Linked DNA regions of Rattus norvegicus: region 1 is linked to region 2. A link is a contact called in public Hi-C data. All regions are on one chromosome and are shown on one strand. The core of a region is the stretch at or near the end of the contact, and the rest is flanking DNA. Distances in the headings are between cores, read along the strand shown. Region 1 holds the start of Cox18 (cytochrome c oxidase assembly factor COX18). Region 2 overlaps Ankrd17 (ankyrin repeat domain 17).

Region 1 (6,225 bases), core at 3,319-5,818, 48 kb before region 2:
TGCCATGCTCCCACCTTGATAATGGACTGAACCTCTGAACCTGTAAGCTGGTCACAATTAAATGCTGTCCTTTATAGGAGCTGCCTTGGTCGTGGTGTCTGTTCACAGCAGTAAAACCCTAACTGAGACACCTGAGCTACCTAGTGACCTCCTGTCAGATTGGGATTTCAAGACCAACAATATGTAACACAATTTTAACACAGATAATTCAGCTGAAAGCATATTTTACTTAACTCTGTAGTATGGGCAAATACCATTACCTGACTTCCTAACGAAGCTGTTGGTTCCTGCAGTGTGTACTCTGAGATTGTTAAAATGGCCTCCATTTTATTCTATCAACTATCCAACAAGGGGTATGTTAACCTGTTCACCATTTCAGATTCTTTTGCTTTTGAAAGGCAGAGTCTCACTGTGTAGTCCTGACTACCTGGCACTCACCATGCACCAAGCTGGCCCTGAATTCAGAGATCTGCCTGCCTCTGCTGCCCAAATGCAGCAAATTAAAACACCCAGACCAATTACTTCAGTAGTTGTTTTTTAAATTTTGCCTCAGACAGGTCAAGATGACCTTGAACTTTGATTTGACGCCCTCCCATCTTCCTACCACCAGGACTATGTGCTACCACACCCAACGGTTGCTTTTTGTCTTACTTTCTGGGTCACAGTCTTGAGGGACGATTATTGAGTTTTTTTGAGGCAGGGAGTGTAGCACTAGCCCAGAGCAGGCAGCCTCCAAGTCACAGCACTGACCTTCAATCTCTTATCACACACATTTAGTGCACGGTAGCCTTTACTTGACGTATTGAGTTTAATCAACTTGTAATATGCTGGACTAAGTCAGTACACACACGTTCTAGGCCCTTCTATTCTTTTCCTTTTATCTGTACTTTATTTCTCTACACACACCTGCACATTTCTGGTCCTTGAAACTTTTAGGTCATCCAACAAAATGGACCAGTGTAGCACAGGCAAGGTGCCATAAATGTCACCTTGCCAAGCATCTATAGCCCAAGCAGATGACTGACTACTTGCTGTTCCTGGGCCACTGCTGTTGCTCTCAGCTTTCTCTTTATAAAAATACCAGAACTCTAGGCTTCAGCTTCTGTGTGTGTCTCAGTCAGGGTTTCTATTCCTGCACAAACATCAGGACCAAGAAGTAAGTTGGGGAGGAAAGGGTTTATTCAGCTTACACTTCCACATTGCTGTTCATCACCAAAAGAAGTCAGGACTGGAACTCAAGCAGGTCAGGAAGCAGGAGCTGATGCAGAGGCCATGGAGGGATGTTTCTTACTGGCTTGCTTCCCCTGGCTTGCTCAGCTTGCTCTCTTATAGAATCTAAGACCACCAGCCCAGGGACGGCATCACTCACAATGGGCTGGGTCTTCCTATCTTGATCACTAATTGAGAAAATGCCTTACAGCAGGGTATCATGGAGGCATTTCCTCAAGGGAGGCTCCTTTCTCTGTGATAACTCCAGCTTGTGTCAAGTTGACACACAAAACTAGCCAGTACAATATGATAAATAAGGCTTTATGTTTCACGCACTAACACATATACTTTCTACTTCCTTCTCTGAGACAAGGTCTCAGTCTGTAGCCTGGATGGCCTGGGGGAGCTCGAGATTCATGTGTTGATTCAACTGTCTGACTACACTGTTTCCCTACATGTCAAGTTTTATGTGCACACATGGTTTGCATACATGTATTTAATTGCACCACATGAGCGCCTGGTGCCCTCAGAGGTCAGAAGGGGGTACTGGGTACTTCTAGGACTGAAGCTACAGACAGACATGAGCTACCATGTGAGTGCTGAGAATCAAGCCTGGGTCCTCTGGAAGAGCAATAAGTATTCTTTAGCCCAGACATGGAGACCAATGCTTTTAATCCCAACACTCAGAAGGCAAAGGCAGGCGAATCTCTGAATTCAAGGCCAGCCTGATCTACAAAGTGAGTTTCCAAACAGCCAGGGCTACACAGAGAAACCCTGTCTCAGAAGAAAACAACAGAGGACAAATAAACAAACAAAAGCAGTGCCCGCCCCTAACTACTGATCCAGCTCTTCAGGGCAATGTCAAGTGTTTATGAGCACCAATAAAGGCGACAAAGCTCACAGTAGATAGATTGCCAGGCGCCGTGGCGCATTACTGTAGAGATGACATTTGGAAGGAAGGAAGTGCAAGGCTAGCCTGAACTACACAGTCAAACCATTTCACACCAAAGACAATTTTAAAAAGGGGGTGGGGGGACGGCTGACCCATGAACACGGGACAGGACAGGGCAGGACCACACAGCAATTGACAACTACTCACTTGCCCAGCTCCCTTGACTTACCTCAAATCTTAATACGGTGTTTAGTTCACTGACTTTATCTGGCCATGGCTCTCTTTTCAGTGGCTCCCCAGAACCGAGGCCAGGTGTGGTATCACCTATGTGTAATCTAAGCAAGTGGGAGATGGGGGTAGGCAGACCAGGAGTTCAAAGTCATTCCAGGGTACAGTTCCCTAAAGGGAATCCTGTTACACACACAAGCCTGTCACATTAGACATATAGAGCCAGGTACATTGGTTTGCACCTGTAATATCAGAGCTGAGAAGCTGAGGTGGGAGGACCACTCAGCTCTACAGGAGTTGGGATGACGCCTGTTTCTTCAATTCCATTCCAATGCATGAACAACCATGCTGCATAGTGATTAATATAAATAAGCCAATCAAAAGAACACCTAACCCTGTATTTACACTATATATACATATAGGTATGTATTTTTGTGTATGTGTACATACACACACACACACACACACACACACACACACACACACACACACGAACTTTTTCCTGACTGCTGTCACAAAAGCTGCATACCTGGCCACTCTCTTGGACCAACCAAACTGACGTGCACAGACTGCAACTTCTTGGTTAAGGCGCTTGGCGATGTCTTTTATTTCTGGTTGCAAGTTTTCCACCTAACTAAAGGAAAAAGTTGTTTGATGAACACATAAAGGATCTCTACTGATAACCACTATAGTTACCTTCAGTCGTCAACTTGGCACATCCAGGAGAAAGGACCTCCTAGTCCTCCAAGTCCGCCCTCAGATCCGCCCACGGGGCCTTTATTTTTTGATTGCTGATTGACATGACAGAACCCAGGCCACTGTGCACCACCACCCCAGGCATACGAGCTTGTGCTGAATAGAAAGCCAGTAAGCAGCGTTCCTCCAAGGTTTCTGCTTCTGCTCCTGCTCAGCAGCCCCGCCATGATGGACTATGTAACCTATAAACCATATAATCCTTCTTCCTCCACTCAGCATTTGGTCAGGACAATCAAACTCACAATTCTATTCTTTCTCTGTTCTTTAGACTATGTGCAAATGTCATTTACTCATCACATTTGTAATCAGAAACATTTAATATCTAATAATTAGCTTGCTTAAAATATCTTTAGCCCCAAATCTAAATTCCTGTTGTACACCTATCTACGTGATCTTGGTAACCACACTGAGTTTAACCAACTGCAACTTCTTGGTCATGGGTGCCTAATTCTGGCTGTGCATAACCTCTGATTCCCAGTATGTACTAAACCTAACAGCACCTCCTCCATAGGATTTTGAGGAGTAAATAAAAGCTGCATCTTGGATTTTACTATTCCATCATTAGATTCCCCACTACAGAGAAAACAGCATTCCATGTTAACACCTCACTGTGACTGCTTCCTGGCAATCCTCTGTCACTCAAAGTACTTAAACCCATGACTTAATCTCACCTCCGGAGCAGCCCGGAGGGTAATGCTATACCAAATCCATTGAAAAGAGTTCCTAAAAGGCTAACTCGTCAGATAAGGGTAGTAGGTGGTAGGCCCACGGTTAAGAATCTAAGTTTGGAAACTGCTAACTTAGTGATACCCTCCTACTAATAAAGAGCAGTTAAAAAAAAAAAGTGACAAACAATGCTGCAGGCACACCGTTAAACGTTTACGTCCCCAGTGTTACAGGCTCATCCATGCCATTTCTTCTGCATACTGGTCTCAACCAAAAGTTTGGGAAGCACTTGTATTTCGAATAAAGACTTGGTAGGTCGGGTCAGCAACCATCATTGAACATAAAATGCTAACTAAATTATTTTAGCAAAGACGCAGCCTCGATGGTTAACACAAGCAGACAGGCAGCACGGGACCATCACTCCTCACCTTAGCAAGGATGTAATGTTGATAGGCGGCCAGGGGCAGAGTGACAGCACCACGCAGGACAACGGTGCTGAGTAAGATGTTACCCCACCAAGGGAGGCCTGTGGTCTCCTGCGCGCTCAGCAGCATTTCCTCCGCCGCATGCACGGGCGCCGACGCTGCCAGGGCCTCATACCAGCCACCCGGAGAGGCCGCCGAAACCGACGCGGCCGCCCATACCGGAAGGGTTGGGAGCCGCGCGCTGCTCCAGGCGGGCAGTGATCCCGGTGCCCGGAGCTGCAAGGTGCGCAGCGACCGGAGCAACCCGGCACACGATCCGCATAGCATGGCTAGACACGACGGGCGGCAGGTCAGCGAGGAAGACACCTAGACCTTGGCCATCAGGAGGCTGAGCGCATGCGCCAGTCTGAGGCCCCGCCTTACCTACTCAGCCAAAGCGATGAAGTCCAGCGTCGCGCTAGAGATGACGTAGGCCCCGCCTTTCCCACGCGGCACAAAGCAGCTTGCGGTTCTGAAGACTCCTTTCCTTACTGGGGTGGAGCTCAGAGCAGGAACCGGAACTGCAGGGGGTAGGCGGGGCAAGCAAACTGCCTTGCTGTTGAGTTTCAGTTTCTAACCAAGGAAATTGTGGCTTGAGCACTTTTTGTGACCCGGCTGCTCCCGCCCAAGACGCGAATAGTTTGTAGCTCCGCTTCCTCCACGCACAGTTGAAACACCTACTTTGAGAGCAATGAGTGTTTCTGGCTCGCTCAGCGTTAGTCTGCGTCCTTTATACCCTAGGCACAGTTCTACCTTATAATAAGACTTAACTGTCTATCTGTCCTGGTTAACATTCTATATTCCTTTATAAATAGGAGAATGTAGAATGCCGAGTGGTGACTCACGCCTTTAATCCCAGCACTCGAGAGCCAGGGCTACCTAGTGAGATTGAAAGGAATCACCATCATGATAAGAAGCAGGAAAAAATACTATTATTCATTCTACAAAGTGAATTACCATCAACACAATTTTACTTCAGCGGGAGCACTGTTTTCTGGTTAAATGGACTGCACAGGGCATGCAAAAACAGTGAGTTTTTCACTTTTATGTTCCTGGCTACTGCAAATAATTGGGACAAGGAGTTTTCTTACAACGAAGCGCCCACACCTAGGGTAGGCCAAAGTGAATTGAGTGTTTAGAACCCCCCCCCCCAAAAAAAAAGGGAAAAAATTTAAAAAAAAATAGAAACCTCTCCCAGTAGATAAAGCCAAACGGTGGACAGCTACCAAAGCGATCGGGTAACTTATTTTCTGCAACTTGGGTAACCTGCCTTCAGCTCCCATACCACAACCCCCTTTTCTAAAACTCACCTATCTCTTGCCAACTTAAACTAGTAGTGCTCCCCACCCTCCTTCCTCAGAACTGGTAATATCCAGTTGGCCCTTCCAAAATGGCCTTAAGCCAGAGAAGTTCATTAAATAACAATTCCCGCAAGCTCCAACTTACCACATGGGACCCTAGAATCAATTCTCAACACTGGGAAAATAAGTGAATTTGTACTTGATTATAGTAAGCATAAACAATACTTTCACTCTGTAGAAATAAGCCCATTGTTAATAAATCTATTGTGTAAACCAAAATTTTCAAGCAATTACTGAAATTTTAACACAATGTTTTCTACAAGTACAGGTATCTGACCACCTCTTCTGATATCTCCAAGCACCTGTATTCATAGAAGTCAAAGTAATGATAACAAATCAATTAAAAATCAAACCCATATACTGGAATGTGAACTAAACTTATTAATACTTATATAATGTTGCATATGAGCATGTGTAGTGTTATTAATAATGTACATGTGTTGGTAAATCTATCTCTAACCCTGAGGAGGAAACCCATGTGGGATCAGAGACCACTTGAAGATGCCAATCCTGTCCTTCTGGAAAGAGAATTCTAAGGATTGGATTAAGGTTATCAGGCACAGCTTTATGCTTTCCCCAAGCCCCCTTGAGATATAGGTCCTCAGTGTAGCACAGGCTACTCAAGAACTTACTCTATAATACAGGCTGA
Region 2 (6,892 bases), core at 3,399-5,898:
GTTACTCTCCGTCTGTTTTTAAAAAAACAAAACAAAACATCAGTTTAGTTTATCTGAGTAACTTTCCAGCATTAACGATAAACACACGGATATTTATGCACCACTCTGTCCCATCAGGACATCAAAATCTGTGGCCCATATTAGACTGGAAGGCACTGTGGGCCTGCCTCGAGTACTAGCATTTATAAATGCCTGCTGTCAAGCTAGGCTTGCATGAAGCATCTGGGTGTATGTGGCTTACTACCAACTCTGTTACCAATGAGTAGCCAAACTACAGTCTGTTTTTCCGCTTCCTTTTTTGAAGGGTGGTGGTTTTGAAACTTCATAGCTCAGATCTGTCTCAGCTGAGGATGACTTTGAACTCGTTTTCGTTGCCATCACCACTGGAGTGCTGAAATTACAAGTCTTTTCCACATGCTAGTTTCAGTGACCTTTCTAGTACAAATCCTACTAAAACTTTATTACTTTACTATTTTTAAATAACTTTAAATTATTGAGATGGATCATCACTCTCCAGCAGGCTGGCTTTGAACTCGTATCATCCCTTCTTTCAGCCTCTGCCTCTTTACTGTTAGGATTTATAGACATGTGTCACCCCATACCTGGCCTAAAATTTATACTTATATATATGCTATACATGCACACTCACTCACACCTTCACATACAAACAAACTAGTTGAGATATAGGTAGGTAGGTAGTTCAAAACAGTGATTCAAAAAGACAAAATAGGTAGAAATGCAAACGTGGCCCAGAGTCTGAAGAGGAACAGGACTACAGAGAATGAATGCTCTGAAGATCAGGAGAGAACTCCTCTGATGTCTTCAGTTGATTTTCATTAGCCTGTGTGCACGAGCAAAGTATCAGAAGAAAGAAAGTGCACCAGAAACGATCAGGTATAACATCGAACAAGGGACCAAATACTAGCTAGAGCAGAAGACCTTACAACATACAAGATGTAGAATCCTCTGTACAGAGACCAAGTCCGGTTGTTTTGACAACCCCTCCCCCGCCAAGCTGAAAAGCCTTCATCCCAGAGCTTGGGAGGCAGAGGCGAAGGCAGAGCCAGACCAGTCATCTGTAAGGCAAGTTCCACAAAGAAACTTTGCCGGGAAAAACAAAACACAGTTTTTTTCAAGTAACCTCACCACAGATAAAGTCCCTAAATTCTTTATGTGAAACACTGTATTTTGAAAAAGGAAGACTGTGATCGTGCTACTAACTTGTGGAGTAATGTGTGACTAATGTGGCTAGTGGAGGACTAACAGATTCACAGCCCTTTTGTGTCTTTCTGAGACAGGGTCTCACTCACACGTGAATGCTGGGGTTCAGGTGAATGCCACTGCACCTGGACTGGAGACAGGGCCTCAGTCTATAGCTGTCTGGCATGCGTGGAATACTCTACATGACCCAGGCTGGCCTCAAACTCAGAAAGCTGCCTGCCTTGATTTGCAAAGAATCTTTAACTTAATTAATCAGTCTGACTAAAACACTGGAAAATGTTTTAGGTAGTCTGGAAAGATAAACATGTGATTTCCACTAAATGGTTGGATTTAAATATAAATATAAGTTTATCAAAAGAAATCCATATATAAAATTGCGAAGTACGACAGCTGACAAACTGGGTAGGAGAAGCCTCTGTAATGGGGTCCTTCAATACGAAAACCATTCTCAGGTAATAAACTATGTTTTGTAATCCTTTAAAGTAAGTCATATGTATATGGCTTTGAGACAGGGTCTCTATGTAGTCCTCTCTATGTAGTCCTTGGAACTCTCTATGTAGACTGTGTGAGTCTTGAACTTACAGAGATCTGTCTGCCTCTGCCCCCTAAGTTATCATGGTGGGTTTTCTTTGGGGGACTGGTGTTACTCTGAAGACTTGGCCGACTCCTTATGTAGACCACAGAAATCCACTTGCTCCCTGTCTCACTGTGTAGCTGAAGCTGGCCTGAACTCACAATCCCACGTGACCCCCAGGAGTAGAGTCACGATCAGGTGCAGCGGTGTCAGGCCAGCTTCATTTCCTCTTGGAGGATGCATATATTCTATTGCCATACTGTTTGCTTTGGAGAGGCTCTCGCCTAAGTTCTACCTGTGCCTGCCTCCTAAACACTGGGATTCAAACACTTGGTGACCATGAAACTCTTAGAAAACTAATGAACTTATGCTATGTTTTCATTCCCTTTTTTGTTCAGCAAACATCAGTGGAATGTTCAATGAATAGCAACAGCTGTAAAAAGTCACATATTCAAAGACTATTACTAATACAGACTTAGATAAAATATTTATGTTCTTCTACACTAATATTTACATAAGAAGCCATACTATATAACTGTATACCTGTAAATGTCAAATTCCATTACAAAAAAAACCTAAAAACAAGACAAAAATTGTAATTGATCAAGAGTCAAGCACTGAGAAAAGCCTACTAGTCAGTCCGTGATGGAGGGGAGCCGCAGCAACTGCTCTGCAGAGGCTGCAGAGACAGAGCACTGACTGCAGAGACCGGGGATGGCCGCAAAGGAGAGCCGCGCCGGCTACAGCAATGGAGAAGGACATGAAAGCTCAACGAGCCACGGTTCTGGGCTGCAGTGTATGCTGAAGCATAAAAAAGGACGGTCTCATTTCACAGAAAAGGAAACAAAGTCAGATAAAGCAACTTTCTAATGGCCACTGTAACTGCTAAAGATGAGCTTTTAAAGACCAAGAAGGACGTTCTATATAGCAAGCTGAATCAGACACTCTGAAAGTATTCTGAGACAGTTAAAATACCTGTCCTTTCCTGCCCACTGCTAACCATATGCAACCTACAGACAGCTTTAGGTATGAGGCGCAAACATTCTTTTAGAGTAATTTATAACAGTAATGTCCTACTTGAGTGCACAAAAATATACAAAATATGAAAAAACAAGCATAAAAAAAGGTGATCAGTAAAACATATTTCCTTATCATAAAACATATATTTAACTAATTAATTTTAAGCGTCATTTTCAAAGTGCTGTCTTCCATGTTAGACTGACAAAGTAAATATAGGAGCCCACAGGATCTTGTCAATGACTATACAGAGTAATTTAAGTAAAAGCTATTAAAAAAATACCTTGAACTATTTAAAGAAATAAAAAAGGATATTTAAAGCTGAGTAAGGAGAGCTTTTAAACTCTTTAGGGAATTAGTCAGTTACAGGAGGTAGGAGGCTCACTCCAGTTTTTTCATCAATAATTTATAGGAACTAATGTTTGAAGATAACATGAGAACTTCAGATTGAAATTACCTTGCTTTATAATCCATTAATAAAAACTGGAATATTAACAATGATTTTCAGTACAATAGAGTGTCTGAGAGGTAAAGTACAGAAAGAATCTTTTACGGCAGACTTAACATCACATACTGGCCACACAGTTACTTTATTACTTTATCAAGTACCCAAGGTAAAATCTCAAACAGAGGGAGAAGGGGAGGGGGGAAAAGGAAAGGAAGAAAAACAACGTTGTGCTTGTGTGCATGTACACGTATAAAGAACCAGGCACGGTAGCAGCTCTCAGCAATTCAGGATAGGTATGGTTTGGTGAATGTTCTAGTTGAGGCCAGCCTGGTCTATACAGTGAGTTCTGGACAGCTAATGAATGACACACAGTGAGAAACTCAAAAACAGTAAAGCAGAGAAGCACCTTTATAAATTATTTACATGACTAGCTGATAGAACCATACCCATGACTTAATTCAAAGGGGTATAAAACATGAGAGTATTGTAGGAAAAAACCTTCAACTAGCTAATGTTATACAGGTTGAAAAGAATTTAGTATGGGAAGCAAACTTATTCCTAAACTAATTACACTCAAAAGCAAAAGGCACCGAAAGAGCTAAATATTTTAAATACCTGCAAATAGAGAATCTTCTCAATTTCAAGTGTTTGATTCTCTGTACAGACAGATTATGTGTAAGTTTAACTAACATTTAAGGTATCAGATGAATAAGAAAAATGGACAAATTTAAGCTTAATTTTAATGAACTGCTTTTCTAAGCACAATCATATGAAGCGGGACAGAATGCACGTCATTTTCCTTTGAGACTGTATCATTAGACTGTAGGCTGCCCTCAGACCTTCCTGTGTGTGCGGAAGAGGCTGGGTGTGAGCTTTCCCAGACCTGAGTCAGAGGCAGCTGAGATACTCTGCAAGAGCAGCAAATGCTTTTAAACCAGAGCCGTCTCTCCAACTGATACATCTGTAAGTGAATCTGCTGTTTTGTTTTGTTTTGTTTTGCTTTGTGACAGAGTGAGTCTGCTTAATACATGCCAGGCTAGTTAGCCTCCAACACCCAATCCCCCAGCCTCAGACTTAGGCAATTGAAGAATAAGACAGTGTCACATACAGTTGTGTTTTACTTCCTTAGGAGTTGGGGGAGGGACTACTGACTCCATAACATTCTAAACTCTAGGCTGACCTACAACTTGAGATGATCCTCACCCTTCCAAGTGTAAGGATTGCAGGCATGAGGCTGTTTTACTCAATAATTCACACCCAGCTATAGTTTAAGTCTTCATGTTAAGCAAGTTAAGTTACTTAATAGGTTATGTAACCCAGGCTAGCTATGTATGCACCAATGGATGACATTCAAGCTTTGATTTTCCTGACACGGCTTGTGAGCTGGAACAGGAACCCCAGGACTCTTTGCATGCTACGGCAGTACTCTACCAACTGGGTCATACTCTTAGCCCACACCTACACCTCTGAAGAGATATTGATGGATGGAAATAACGAAGACTACATTTTTTAAATTTAAGTTTTCTAACTTGAGAAAGGTCCATAGCAGTTCATACAAACAAAGAGTAATCAATTCGGGGGGCCGAAGTCCAATCTCCAAATTTTATTTACAACTTCATAAAACCTTTTGCCCAGTTTGTGCCATGGCTCAAATACAGGAATTGCACCTCTGAATACTTCAGAATAGCAGTAGACGGAAAAAGAACATCTCTCTCATTTGAGAGTGCTCGGTTTCACAGTGGCTCCTCAGTCTGGTAGTAGTCAGTGTTTTATTTGTGTGTTCAAGCACAGTTTGGTTATACAAATCAAACTATTTACATCAAAGCTGATGGAATTTTTATCTAGCATCAAATATTTTTAGAGATTTCATTTTTTTTAAAAAGAATTTTACACTTTTATTGAAGTACCTCCCTTGACGAAATTTTTAAATCAACTTCAATAACTAAGTGAGGAAGAAGGTAAAATCATTATTTTACCTGTTCTATTTGATATGTAGACAAGCACAAATATCAAACTTAAGTCATGTTAGGTAAAAATGCAACAAGTTTTTAAAAGCCTTGATATAGAAACCAAATAGGGATTTTAAAAACCAACCAACCAACCTACCCATTTATTTATTCATGTAACGTATGTGTGTTCTGCCTACATATATGTGCACCACATAACTGCCTGGTACCCTCAGGGGCACTAGAAGGGGGCACTAGATCACCAAAAACTTGAGTTAAGGAAGGCTGTCAACCACCATGGAAATGCTGGAAACCATAACAGTAGGACCCCTGTAAGAACAACAGGTAATCCTAACTGCTGAGCTCAAGTTCCCAAACATGGATATTTTAAGGACCCATAGTCAGATCACTTTTTGTTAGTTTTTAGGTTTTTCAAGGGTTTCTCTGTTTTAGTCTTGGCTATCCTGGAACTCGCTCTGGAAACCTAGCCGTCCTTGGACTCAGGTATCGTTGAGTGCCTGGACTAAAGGTGTGTGCCAGTACCTACCACTGCCTGGCAGCCGTCAGTCAAATCTTTATAGATAAACCAAAGTACATTTCAATTTACATGGCTGTTGGTTAAGCAGTAAAATTATTTCATCATTAATAACTTAATATATTCAGTAAAATCAGTTGTGCTTGGACACACATTACATTTGAAGATGTTTGGAAAACAAGAACTTAACGTTGCATTAAGGGCCCCTACACAGTATCTTAGTTTCCTAAAAATCAGCACACACTTCTGGTCAAATGCAATAGTCTCAAGATCAAAAGGACAAGGGGAATAATGAATATTCAATGCCAGGTTTTACTGAATTCTACTATTTGATCAATAATATAAATGCACATGGCTTTTGCAATTTTAAAAGGGACTAAGCAGCATGAATGGTATCTCACTGAGTGCAATGGTGCACACTTGTAATTCTCCCTAACCAGAAGACAAACCCAGAAGGTCATGAATTCGGGCAAGCTAGGTCAAGACTCACAGCTGCTTCGCCCTCCAAGCAAACACCCAAAGTGCAGAGCCTCCTTCCCAGATAGTAAAGTAAGTGGCCTGGTCTGAGGATAAGAGAGAGGTTCTGAGTCAGTGCACCTGCTGCTCTTGCAGACAACCTAGCTCCTTCCCCAGCACCCACATGGCAGCTCATGGCTGGCTGTTTCAGGACATTCTTCTGGCTTCCATAGAGACCAACATGCTTGTGGAACAGAGAAAAACATGCAGGTCAAATACGTGCACATAAAACAAACAAGAAAGGCGTGAGATAGTAGTGCACACTTAAGAATCTCAGCATTAGGAGTGCAAAGACAGGCAGTTCTGAGTTTCAGGCTAGCCTGGTCTATACAGTAAAACCCTGTCTAAGAATAAATTAACAAACCCATACATAAAAAGTACATGGTTTTAATGGTATATACATACACTCCTTGAAATTCAAATTATAAAAAGATGGTTTTAAGTTTTAACAGCATATACTTCACCCCAGGGACTCATCAAAATAATACAAATATAAACCCCAAACATTTTCTTTACCTTTCTCTAAAGGATTTTTCTTTTTCTTTTCTTTTTTGGCCTGCATACGTATCTATGAGGGTACCAGGTCCCCTGAAACTGGAGTTATACACAGTTGTGAGCTGCCATGCAGGTGCTGG

Evidence for each region. A called contact is a pair of places that touch in the nucleus more often than the background predicts.
Region 1: a contact with region 2 is called in a Hi-C map of liver, with 1.6 times the contacts expected there. The contact joins the promoter of Cox18 here to the enhancer-like site in region 2. A contact is called at or near these places in 7 of 12 Hi-C or Micro-C datasets (the A7r5 cell line, Schwann cells, frontal cortex and 3 more).

Annotation. Positions count from the first base shown.
Region 1 is chr14:18,148,339-18,154,563 of GRCr8, reverse strand. It overlaps Cox18 (cytochrome c oxidase assembly factor COX18), which reads right to left and starts at 4,568. Exons shown (of 6, transcript NM_001106000.1): 1 at 4,180-4,568; 2 at 2,859-2,959. The coding sequence starts at 4,503.
Region 2 is chr14:18,099,732-18,106,623 of GRCr8, reverse strand. It overlaps Ankrd17 (ankyrin repeat domain 17), which reads right to left. Exons shown (of 34, transcript NM_001401338.1): 17 at 1-12. Among named protein-coding and RNA genes, the nearest start is that of Cox18, 47 kb to the left of the region's middle. Within about 2 kb of position 4,648, at least 1 of the 93 cell types and tissues checked has an H3K27ac peak or open chromatin away from gene starts, as enhancers often do. A contact at or near this core is called in liver, where this site is marked.